Regions from separate parts of the Mus musculus genome. Here region 2 is linked to region 1. Evidence: chromatin contacts called from public HiChIP or PLAC-seq data. All regions are on one chromosome and are shown on one strand. The core of a region is the stretch at or near the end of the contact, and the rest is flanking DNA. Distances in the headings are between cores, read along the strand shown. Region 1 holds the start of Ctnnal1 (catenin (cadherin associated protein), alpha-like 1). Region 2 overlaps Ptpn3 (protein tyrosine phosphatase, non-receptor type 3).

What was found. HiChIP or PLAC-seq counts read pairs in DNA pulled down with a chosen protein or histone mark.
Region 2: a contact with region 1 is called in an H3K4me3 HiChIP or PLAC-seq map of embryonic hindbrain, with 4 times the contacts expected there. The contact joins the enhancer-like site here to the promoter of Ctnnal1 in region 1. A contact is called at or near these places in 5 of 39 promoter capture datasets (the 3T3-L1 cell line, cranial neural crest, frontonasal cranial neural crest and 2 more), 1 of 15 datasets of contacts at CTCF or cohesin (pro-B cells), 1 of 484 Hi-C or Micro-C datasets (embryonic stem cells) and 5 of 115 datasets of contacts at active chromatin or transcription factors (embryonic forebrain, embryonic hindbrain, embryonic stem cells and 1 more).

Annotation. Positions count from the first base shown.
Region 1 is chr4:56,861,505-56,867,391 of GRCm38.p6, forward strand. It overlaps Ctnnal1 (catenin (cadherin associated protein), alpha-like 1), which reads right to left and starts at 3,707. Exons shown (of 19, transcript NM_018761.3): 1 at 3,473-3,707. The coding sequence starts at 3,610.
Region 2 is chr4:57,260,156-57,266,042 of GRCm38.p6, forward strand. It overlaps Ptpn3 (protein tyrosine phosphatase, non-receptor type 3), which reads right to left. Exons shown (of 26, transcript NM_001384115.1): 3 at 4,828-4,935; 4 at 4,711-4,753; 5 at 2,274-2,352. Among named protein-coding and RNA genes, the nearest start is that of Gm12536, 37 kb to the right of the region's middle. Within about 2 kb of position 3,351, at least 20 of the 459 cell types and tissues checked have an H3K27ac peak or open chromatin away from gene starts, as enhancers often do.

The DNA of each region.
Region 1 (5,887 bases), core at 2,457-4,956:
TTGATAATTCTAACACAACGGGGCTCCTGATTTTTCTTTTTGTATCTCTGCACCTTTTGTTGATTCTTGTCTCATAGAAGGCCTGGGATTTCCAGCATCATTTCAACAGGTCTGTGATAGCAGGTACCAGTTCTTGTCTCTGCCTTTTAAAAATAAATGTATCTTTAAAGTTTATTGTTGCTATAATGTTTCCTGTAGATATCCTTATCAGCTAAGAAAGGCTTTTCCAGCAATATGTTATGTTCCCTTATCAGCTAACATGGGTTGTTCCAGCAATATTTTTAGAATGTGTGTGTGTTTGTGTGTGTATGTGCGCGCGTGCGTGTTATGTGTATACATTAGACAAGCACTCTTATCACTGATCTGCATCCCCAGCAAAGGACAGCATTTCCTACTTGTAGTTTACAAAATAATTTGTTATAATTAGAAGCTGAATGAAAATGAAGGTTCTTTCTGTATCTATTGCAGTGAAAGTATTTCATTTCTAATCTGTGAAGACAGAAAACTCTACAGATTTTCTGATGCTGACAAGGCCTTGTTTTTCTAGAATAAGACCTAAAAGTCAAGACTTTCACTGGGAAAATCGGCAGTGAATCAACACAAAAATAACAGCTATCTACCACACATTGGGTGATGCTAATCTTACTTGTTTACCCCAAACCTTGTCTCCTTCACAGTGTCCTCCCTGATTCAACATCTGAGCTCTAGGAGCATGCATTATTGATAAACTCATCGGATACTTTATACGTGCTTGCTATCCTGTACACACTCTACCTACCAGCTAAAATATATGCCCTTTAAAGAGCGGCAACTATAATAAATTCTTAATTCAAGTACTTAAAATATCCTTAGGGAGATGTGGAAATTAGTGGATAAGAATAACAGTGCTGTATCCTTAGAAGAGAAACTCTTTTTTTTGTTTGTTTGTTTTTTTTGTTTTGTTTTGTTTTTCGAGACAGGGTTTCTCTGTATAGCCCTGGCTGTCCTGGAACTCACTTTGTAGACCAGGCTGACCTCGAACTCAGAGATTCACCTGTCTCTGCTTCCCGAGTGCTGGGATTAAAGGCGTGCGCCACCACGCCCGGATAGAAGAGAAACTCTTGAGCATGTGAGTTTTCCAGAGGGCTGTCCCCACCCCACCCCGAGCCCCAAACTCAGAGGGGGAGAGAAGAGAATAAGAGGGTGAGAGGACGAGGAGGAGGAGGAGGAGGATGACGATGACGACGACGATGACAAGGAGGAGGACGTGGAGGAGGAGGAGGAGGAGGAGGAGGAGGAGGAAGAGAGAGATCCATGTGAGTCAGGCTGGCCCCAAACTCCACTTCCTGAGTGCAGAGTTTACATGAACTGCCATAGCTTATGTGATGCTGGGGGTCACATGTATAAAAACTGAGCTATGTCCCCAGCTCCAGTTTTAATATCTTAAACTCAGTGAAACTTTGAAATCAGTCTAAATTGTCTTTATGTACTTCCATACTTTGTCAGTCAAGCACCCTAACCATGCTTTATGCATCTCTTGATACTGTGAGGATGGTCTGTCGTTATGCACATCGGTCATGGAACTGTGGCACCGCCACAACTGTGGGACACAGAACCTCAACCGTGATGCTGAATAAGGCATCACGTACCAAACGGGGAAGGGCATTTTTCCCCTCCAGTTAATTTTTAGCAGCAAATTACACTTTTCCTCTTCTGCTCTCTTGCTTTAGAATAAAAAACACAGCTCCATAGTACTGGTAAAAACACAGCTCCATAGTACTGGTAACGTTTTAGCAATGATACTATACAAAGTTACTGTTTTTTCAGACTGCAGCTCTCTGGATAGTTTTTCTACACTGGAACTTTTTTTTTGTAACTACTCTGCCCTGCTCACATCACCTCCTCTTATCTCTAGAAGGGACATGGGGGTGGCTAAAAAGCAGACAGACTACTGGAGGCAAGCTACCTGGATTCAAACCCCTCTTGGGCATTTAAGAGTTGAAATTCCTAACATCAGGTTAGCTGATCTAACTAACGGTCCACTTCTTCATCTGCCTTCTGAGAGAAACAACCCCACACCTCACCTCAGGGGTGGCAAGAATTAAATGAGTTAGCACTGGCAAACTTCTAGTACTAAGGAGATGGGTAAAGCCTAATCCGCCTCTAGCCCATCACTCTCATCTCTCTCCATTCCTCGCCACTTATGGGGTGTGGTTGTTCTGGTGATGGGGAGTTCGGGGAAGTCTCCAGGGTGGAAGGAGATGTAAGTGCTAGAAAGGAAATGGCGGCTCTTCCATGCATGCATGCATTACTCAGGAAGACAGAAAGCCACAGAGTGCCAGGTATAGTCACCATTGCTCCATTAATCACAGGATGCAGGGAGGAAAATGGGGATATTTACTTCATTAGCATTAGAAGAATTTCAGAAGCATATAAAACTACAATTTTCAAATATTTTTGCGACCAGGCTGGAACAGACAGTATTTAAAAGTCTATGGAATAGTGACAACCTCCCTTTCATTAAACGTGTTTATGTAAGGCATTGGTGGACAGGAGTTGAGGTTGTTGTAAGAAATCATCTTTTAATTTGGAGTCGGATAAGATAATTTAAGATTCTTTCTACCTCTAAAATCTTGGTAATCCTGGCATGAGTCACCAAGGTGTTACAGGCTTAGTATGAGTCACACATCGCCAACGCACAGCCAAAGACAAAATTCCTCCCTTGGTGTTTGGCACAGTACCATAGCTGTAGATGAGGAATTCTAGCCCTCGGGTTATGTATACCTCAGCTCAGAGAGACAAACTTTTTTTTTTTAATTAAGCACATCCTAGCTGATTCTAGACTTCTTTTATAACTCAAAATATAATAATGCACTAATCCCAACTGAGACCTTGCAAAAGGTGTGCATCAATCAGGATTAAGCACTCCTTCCTGTCACTCTACAGAGTTCTAGCAGACAGAGGTGGTGGGCAGGCAAATGACAGGGAGAGACAGGACAGGTGGCCGGAGTGGGTGGGAGTTGGGCGAGCCCACACATGACCAAGGGAACAGGACAAAGGCCTTGGAGAACACGCTGGAGTAAGAGGCAAACTGGAATGCCTTAGTCTGCACCCAGCGCCTGGGTCTGGCCTGCGATGCGGACAGCGACAGCGGCGGCCGACTGAGCAGCGGCCGCCAGCTTGGCTCTGGAAGTCAGAGAACCCCATAGGGGTCCTACTGACCCGCGGCTGGGCCTCACTCGGAGCCACTGGGCCAGGCGGGTCCGGCTGCCTAGGCCGAACAACGCACCTGCTGGGCTCCAGCGCTTCCAGCGCTTCACCGCGAGCCCAGGAGTAGCCGCCCGGCTCTGGGCCCCCACGCGAGTCCCGCCGTGCCGCCGTCTTGCTCGCGCAATGCGGGACAGCGCCGCCTCCCGCCCCGCCAAGCCGGACCGAGGAAAGAGCGCCCGCCGCCATCGCGGGCAGCGCACACGGGGACCAGGGGCCGCGGTACCTGAGAAACCAGGGGCAGAAGAGTCTGTTCCACCGAGCGCGTCCTGATCTCCAGTCCCGAGTCGAAGGTGAAGCCAGCCGCGTTGGAGGAGTGGACAGCTCCCGCACCGCCACCGCCCGGGACTGGAGAAGCGGCCATGGCCCTCCACCGATAGCACAGCGCGCTATCCGCACCTCTGCCTGCCCGCCAACCAGCCTCCGGGTTGCCCGCCGCCTCGCCGCACCGAGGCCCCACCCCTACCCTTGTGCCACTACTTCGGCCCCGCCTCCATGCGACCCTGGGCCCGTATCCCCGCCCCCAGGCCTGTACCACCGCGCGGGCCCCGCCTTCGAGGCCACCCAACTCTAGCTAGTTCTGCCCAGCACCCTAGCCGAGCCCCCTCTACGTCCCGCCCACTGACCCATAGTCTGGCGCGTAGCAGTCCAGGATCATCAGCTCCGCCTCTAGGGTGGCACGCCCCACCAGCTCCGCCCTAATACCTGGGCGGCCCCACCCATCCACTGCCATAGTCCCACCCCGCGGACCCGCCCTCTGGCCGCCCCTGTGCCTCTTTCCTCAAGGGTGAGTTCCAAAGCCTAATTTTATCTAGAGCAGGCCACCCGAGAGCCTCCACAAGTTTATGTGGCCTCTTACCAGAAGACAACTGTCCCCAACAAAGCTTTCCACCAAATCCATTTGCCTCAAAAGTCAATTCTGATTTCCCGTAAATATTTCTACATGTTTTTATGGTGTTGAACCTCTGCCCTGGGACTGAGACATCAATTACACTTGTAACCATCTTTCTTTCAATGGCTTCCGAGGAAAGACAGTCCCATTTCGCCTCCACTTCTATGTTCTGATTGTATCTCTTACAGAGTTGAAACATTTGATAATATATTCACATATCTTGATACTCAGCAAGAAGGCAGTGTATCTTGCAGTTACCTTTAGAATTCACCTTCAAGAGAATCAAAAACAAAAGTTTGGGCTCTGGCTAAATAATACCTTTTAAAAACTTGTAACATTGTTTCTAATATTAGCCAAGAACTAGCAGCATGTTAACTGCTCCTTGAATGAAAAGATGTGTCTGACTGAAGTCACTTAAGGCTAAGAATCCATTCTCTCAGCCCAACCATGAGCTCACACAGAATCCCTGTGGTGAGAAGAGGTGCCAAAGCGCCTTTTCCTCCAGTTTCCAGGAACAAAGCCAAGGAAGGCATTCAGAAGCCTGTGTCTTAAGAAAGATTCTACACTGACCTTAGGAAGGACCCAGCGACTGACTAAGCAGCACAATAAAGCATTTTTGAAGGACCATAGCTGCTAATGAGCACACGTGGGGGCAAAAAGGAATCTGAGACTGGCTTTCTTCATCAAGTTAGGCTGATGGATTCGGCTTGCAGTGTTGGAAGGGAAGCTGAAGGACTCAGTTTCACCTGCCCAAGCAGCATGGGCATCTCCGGTAATGGTATAAAAGAGCTCCTGAATTCAACTCATCCTCCAATTCTTTTTTTCTTGTAAAGTGTGTCTACACGTGGGCATGTGTCCGTGAGGGCAGTGCCTGAAGGACAGAGGCATCAGATCTCCTGGAGCTGAATTAAGGGGGTTACCAGCCGTCCAACATAGGTGTTAGGAATTGAACTGGCTCCTTTAGAAGAACAGTATGCACCCTGAGCTGCAGAGCTTTCTCCAGGCTCCTTCTCCCAACACTTACCTTAACCCTCTCTCACGCCTGATCTACAAGGCTGCCTCCCACCAAACCACTGAGGACTTCTGCCTCAGCTATGGACTCTTCTGGCCTCTTTATGGTGTAAACACTTACTCTGCAGACAGCTTCCCTCATGTAAGATGACCCAATTTCATAAAAATACTGGCATCAGTATAGATAGTGGCACCAAAGGTAGGATACCCAGGGAAAGTCTGGACAAAGTTCAAATTCCTCAAAAAGAGGAGGCTAAGTTTATCACCGGTTTCATTCAACATTTGTAACTTTATTTCAAAATATAAATATTTTACATTTTACAAAGATCATCAACAAGTTGTGAAAGCAAATTAAAGCTAAGAAACGGCATTTGTGTAATAAAGAATATTTATTGTTTCATCTGAACACTATTTTTCCTTTCAAACCATCTCCTTCACCTGAGAATGCAGAGGCGATATATTTTCAGAGTTAAATAATTACAGCGGTATGTTCAATCTTAGTTTCACAATCAAACAGTATCTGGAGTACAATCCAAGTCCCTGAACAAGTGGCACTACAGGGACAAAATGTAGTAAGAGTTACACTTCTGGGTCACTCCAATACAAAAGAATTGGTTTTCACAATAAGCAAAAACAGTGTGAAGATCTGTTTCCATACCTTTTGTTGTATACATAAAGCTAGAAGGAAAGACCAGTATAAAGAACTTTGGACTTGGAGTCAGAGACTCTGTAACCAAG
Region 2 (5,887 bases), core at 2,101-4,600, 400 kb after region 1:
GAACGCTGCTCAGAACAATCTAAATTTATCAGTAACAGCAGTTGTGGAGGCTCACAATAAACAGACATGGAAGTACCCTTGAGAAGGAAAGCTATCACTAGGAGAAACTCTAACAGCGACTCTAACTTTAGAAATGTTTGACCCCCTTTGAGAGTATACTCCACCCAGATCCTGTGATGATGGCTAACTGTCAATAAGACACAAGCTAGAATCACCCAGGAAGAAAGTCTCCACAGGGGTATTATCTATATCTGGTTGGCCAGAGGGCATGTCATGGGTTAGCTTTAATTAAGTTAATTGATATGCAAAGACCCAGCCCATTATGGGCGGCCCCATTCCCTAAGAAGTGAGGAAACTAAGCTGAACCCAAGTAGGCAAGCACGTGTGTTCTCGACTGTGGATGTTGATGTGAGCAACCACCTCACATTTCTCCCTGGATGCTCCCTGGAGGCAGGTAGACTCACTCCACAAGGTCTCGGCTTCTTTCCTAAGGGGGATGGCCATGAAGAACTCTAGAGGGACCATGAGATGAGTCTGGCTCTGGGAGCATCTCCCTCAAGCCTTTCTACTTGAAAGCTTGAGTGTGCATACAGGGTGCCATACAGCTGGGGCTTCAGCATCCCAGAGATGATATAGGAAGGACTGTGACAACAGTGACCATCCATGAACTGGAACTTCTTAAGGTAAAAATCAACTTGGTCACTTGGTCACAATGGTCACTTAAAAGAGAGAGAGGAGAGGTTGCAACATGCATACATAATTCTTCAAAGGTATTCATCTTGGTTTTTTTTTTGGTTTTTTTGGAGATAGGGTCTTGCTAGATTGCTTAGGCTAGCCTCAAACTCCTGTGCTCAAGGGACCCTCCTGCCTCTGCCTCCCCAGTAACACAGTAATGATTTGAGGTGTGTACCATTGTGTCTGGCCCTTCATGTAACTGTAATGCATCCCTTGACCAGACTCTACTTTATACTGTTTTGAGGAAACCTCAGAGAAGTAGTCATCAGACTGACAGATGATGTTATCAGTTTTATGTATACTAACTGATGACATGACATGCTGGGTTGAGTGTCAACACTGCCCCTAGTCCAGAACAATGTGGTATGTGAGTGTGTATGGGGGGGTGGGGGTGGAATGGGACATGAAGGATGGAGGGAAGGCTCCAAAATGATTCAAAGCAGCATGCACTCCACTGCGGCTTCCCAATGAGCCACCTAGGCCTCCCTTACACAGACTTCACATAGACCGAAGTGATAAACGCAGTCCCACCCCAAGGCCTGCCTCTGTGGAGAAAAGCAATACAGAAGCAGGAAAAACAGAGCAATAAACCAACAACTGGCCTTTAAACATATCAAAAGCTAAAATACGATGTGTAATTGTCATTAAAAAAGAAGAGAGAGAAAACTGAGAGAACATTCTATGACTGAGCAAATGGTGTCTCTTTGGTGAGATTTTCTGCCATAAAATGGGACTCAGTAACCCAGAACAGCTTCTGCTTCATCTCAGGGAGACAGTTTCCCTCCTTAAGAACAGCAAAGGGATACTAAGGGCTTGCGCCTGAGGCAGGGGAAGCGGCTGGCTGGGTCTCCCACCCCGAGGCAATGGCTTTCACAGTGTACCCTTCCCATCCTGCACATTCCAGTTTCCCCACTCAGAAAACTCACTTGCCAGGATCAACTAGAGTCAGCCCAGCCTGCAAGCCCTGCGGGGTAAACAGCTCCTATCGGAGCCTTCCTTCCCTGATCTGCCTCACAAACTTCCTACACCCGCTGATTCACCCAGCAGACAAGCGGGGTCCAGCCAGAACTCGTTCTCCTTCCTCACTCACCCCTGCAAACGGGGACCTGGTGGAAGTTTCTGATTTCAGCTAAGCCTTGTCATCCCCAAGGGACTTCATTCCAGCCCCTCAGAAATCATTCTCCGAGCCCTGTGGCTGACTGCTCCACTCCAGGCCTGCATTGCAAGAACTGTCTTAGCAACCTCAGTCTTCACAATGCTTACCAGAGGCGGGAAGAGAGAGAGGGTGCCCACATGCATTATACCAGACCGGGGCTGAAGGATGCAGGCCACAGACTGTAAACAAACCTGCCATTAAAATTTCAATCCAATTTTTACTTGGATTTCACGATGGTCGGAGGTTACACCCAATCAAGTTACTTGTCCACAGCCAGGAAACAAAGAGTACATTTTTGGCAGCTACTAATTTATATATATATTTATATATACTAATCTGTATATTTGTATATAAGAGAACATCAAGAGGAAAAGGCGATTACCTGGTTTGCTCCTGCTGCAGTGTGTTGGGATCAGGTATAAAATATCTTACTCGAAAATGCAGGGTACAGGGAAAACCTCCTACAACATTTTTCAAAAACAGATTAGGTTTTCCCTTTAAACAACAAGAAAGTCCACGTTCATAGCTGCTAACTCTCCCATAAAGGAAGTACTTGTCACTCCACCACAAGGTTTCCATTAGAAAAGCCCCGGCTCCCAATACAGAGTGTTTAACTGTTCAGAGGTCTCCACGCACACCTAATGTATTTATATAGCTTCAACGGTGGTACCACCCACTTCCGGCTGTATGTCTGCCTTAGGGTCCTGTTCAAACAATGATATCTATATTAAAAGTCTTAAATTAGCTTCTATACATAAAACTCCCGAAGGTCTGAAGCTTACATTTACATAGCGACTTACACTCTCCCAACATTTCCACGCAGCATCTAGAGCCTTAACACCGCTATGGGTACCTGCGGGCTGAGTGGTTCCACTTTACAGATGGAGAAATGTAAACGGCTCTCTGGATTAGGTAGCCAGTGACAAGACCAGAACATCTGGTAGCACTGAAGTTTCTGACTTGATTATTTTCTTTAAAAAAAAAACTGGAAGCCATTTTTACAATTTCAGTTCAGAGCGTATTAAAATAGTCACGGGGATCCTGAGTGTTACACAAGTCACTCAGATGTTACTCAGGCATGAACACCAAGTGCCAGTTTCCTTGTGTGGCTAAAACTGGCTGTGTGTCTGATACAAGATCAGACCAGCTAGGGTTAGGACAACAGAAGATCAAGACATGTCGCCAAGACATGGGGAGACCTTTTGACTTCTTGGTTAATATGCCAAGGTCCTGTCTGCTGGCTCACGTAGCACTCTTCGGGCCCTCTGAAATCCAAGTCCTTCTGTGGGCTGCCCAGCTGGCTGACCCTTCTGCTCATCTTGCCTCCTGCCTTGTTCACTGTGGCTCCACACTTCCTCCACACACCCCAAATCTCTTAGTTCCTTCCTTTGTCAGCTCTGGGCTGGTACCAAAAGAATCTTTAACAGTAAGTCTGTGCCTCTGTATACACACCTAGCTGCCAGTGGGTGGCGCTAACTCTGTAGGAAAGTTTTTCCATTCCGTCTTTGTCTTACCTCCTCAGTCTCTCCCTTCCATTATTGTTACTTTGGTGTCTCAGGCATAGTCTCTGTGTTTTTCTTATTTCTTCTGTGGATTCAGAGCGTGCATGTGTGTGTGTGTCTGTGTGTGTGTGTGTCTGTGTGTGTACACGCACGCGTGTGCAGAGTACTATCATAGAATTCCTCTTTTCTACTTCTACACTTGATCATGACAGCAGGGTTCAAATCTGGTTTGAATGCAGTTCCCAGGCTTGGCAGAGTGCTTTGCCTTGGTCTGAGCAGTGGGGATGTGTCTGCTGCAAGGACAAGCCAGAGAGAGGATGACAAACAGTTGCCTCATGTAACTGGCCACGTCCTGTGTGTCAAGCATTGTGAAGGGTGTGGGGCTGAGTGGAACAGAACAGTCCTGAGAGGCAGTGCAAGCGCCTCACTGTGAGAAGACAGCAAGAGTGCTCAGCCAGCCACGAAGGGACAAAGAAATGAGAGGGAAGGAGAGAGTTGGCGCTTTCCTTCAGATAGCAGGAGGTATCTGAGGAGCCCTGAGGAATAGGAGATGGGCATAGGGACAAAGAAATGCACCTACCACAGAGAGAGGAGATTAAAGGGTGGTTCTGCAGACTGATCAAGTTAGTCTGGAACACTAGATATGTATGGGGCCAATGAGAGCCATGAGGAAAGCCAGAATGAGAAAGGATGGCCAGAGGGAGTGGGCATGGCTGGAGTAGCTGTCTCACTGGAAGCTGAGAGCAATACAGGGGCCCATTCATGGTGGATAAGACAGCATCTGTGCTGCTGTATGAGGGTGTGTGTCGGTCTCCCTTTATGTGTGCAGGAGTCTGCATGTGTACGTGGAGGCCACAGGCTGAAGTCAGGTGTCGTCTTCCACTGCCTTCCATCTTCGTTTTCTGAGACAGGATCTCTTACTGAACCCGGGGCTCATCCTTCGACTCGTCAGCCTGGCCAGCCAAGTGCAGGAATTCCTGTCTCTGTCTCCGGAGCTGGGATTCTGGGCATGCACCACAGTTCCCAGCCTCTTGTGTTGGTGCAGGTCCTTAAGCTTGGACAGCCAGCTAAGACATCACCCCAGCCCTTTTCGGTCTCTGCTTCTTATACTGGGCTAAGAAAGACTATCTATCCTTCATCCACCTGCTCCCTTAGAAAAATAAACGAACGCTCCCTTGTCGAGCTGCCTCCTCTCCCCTCACCCTCAAGGTTGCCCTGAAACACCTCCCCCTGACCCCACCGCCACCTTAAGTCCCCCATAAGGAGAAGACAGTTTGCCGTACACCCAGCGACCAAGTGAAGCAAGAGCATACTCACCTTTCAGCTGCTTCCTGAGGGGTTTGCTTGCCTCAAGCCATCTCTGTGGAGTGAGAAAGATAAGCTATGAAACCAACCCAAGCAGGGAAGCAGCACATCGTACATGCGAGCACTCACAGGAGAGTCCACTGGGTCGTCGCCATGTTGCAAGCCGAAGTATTCCTTCTCCGTCACACCCAGGTGGCCATAGGCCATATCCAGAAGCGACTGGCCCAAATCTTGTTTCTAGATCAAAACCATCAAGAATTAAAATGAACCAAAGAAATAGAAGTAACCATTTTTTTTTAACAGTAGGCAAAGAAAAAGTAAAACTTTCTGAGATTTTAAGAATTAAACACTTCCCACAGTAACAAAAGCATTAATAAATTTCAAGTTACAAGGCTGAAAGGAGGGATACAGAAGTGGGGTTAAGACAAACTACATTGACATGTTTTCAGACATTCTGGATTTTTTAAGGGACTGAGGAGAAAGGTGGTTGACTTCTTGCCTTGCAAGCGTGAGAACCTGTGTGTGTACAGGGGAAGACACGACCCTGGAACTTGCTGGCCAAGCAATCTAGCTAAATATAGAAACTCCAGGTTCAGTGAGATCATGTCTCAAAAATCTAAGGCAGGGGGCTAGAGAGATGACTCCATGGTAGAATGATTCCAGAGCTTGCAGAAGACTAAAGTTCCATCCCCAGCACCTAAGCTGAGTAGCTCACAACACTTACAACACCAGCTGGGGAGGGGGGAGGGGAAGGGTGCGCTAATGGCCTCTTCTGGCCGTTGATTGCATGTACATTATTAACACAGACACGAAAACAAAAATATATCTTAGTTGTGATGCACATTTTCATTCCCTGAACTCAGGAGGCAGGGGCAGGCAGAGCTCAGTGAATCTGAAGCCAGCCTGGTCGACATAGAGAGTTCAGACCAGCTGTGGCTACACAGTGAGACTCTGTCTCAAATAAGTAAATAGATTAGATAGATAGGTGATAGGTAGATAGCTAATAGATAGGTAGACAGACAGACAGACAGGTAGAATGTTGAAAAAAATAAAATAAAGAATAATGAAGATACCCAATATTGGCCTCTGGCCAGCCTGGCCAACTCATGAAGCTCTAGGCCAGTGAAAGACTGATGGTTTCTGGGAAATAATATTGTAGGTTGTCTTCTGGACTACACACACACACACA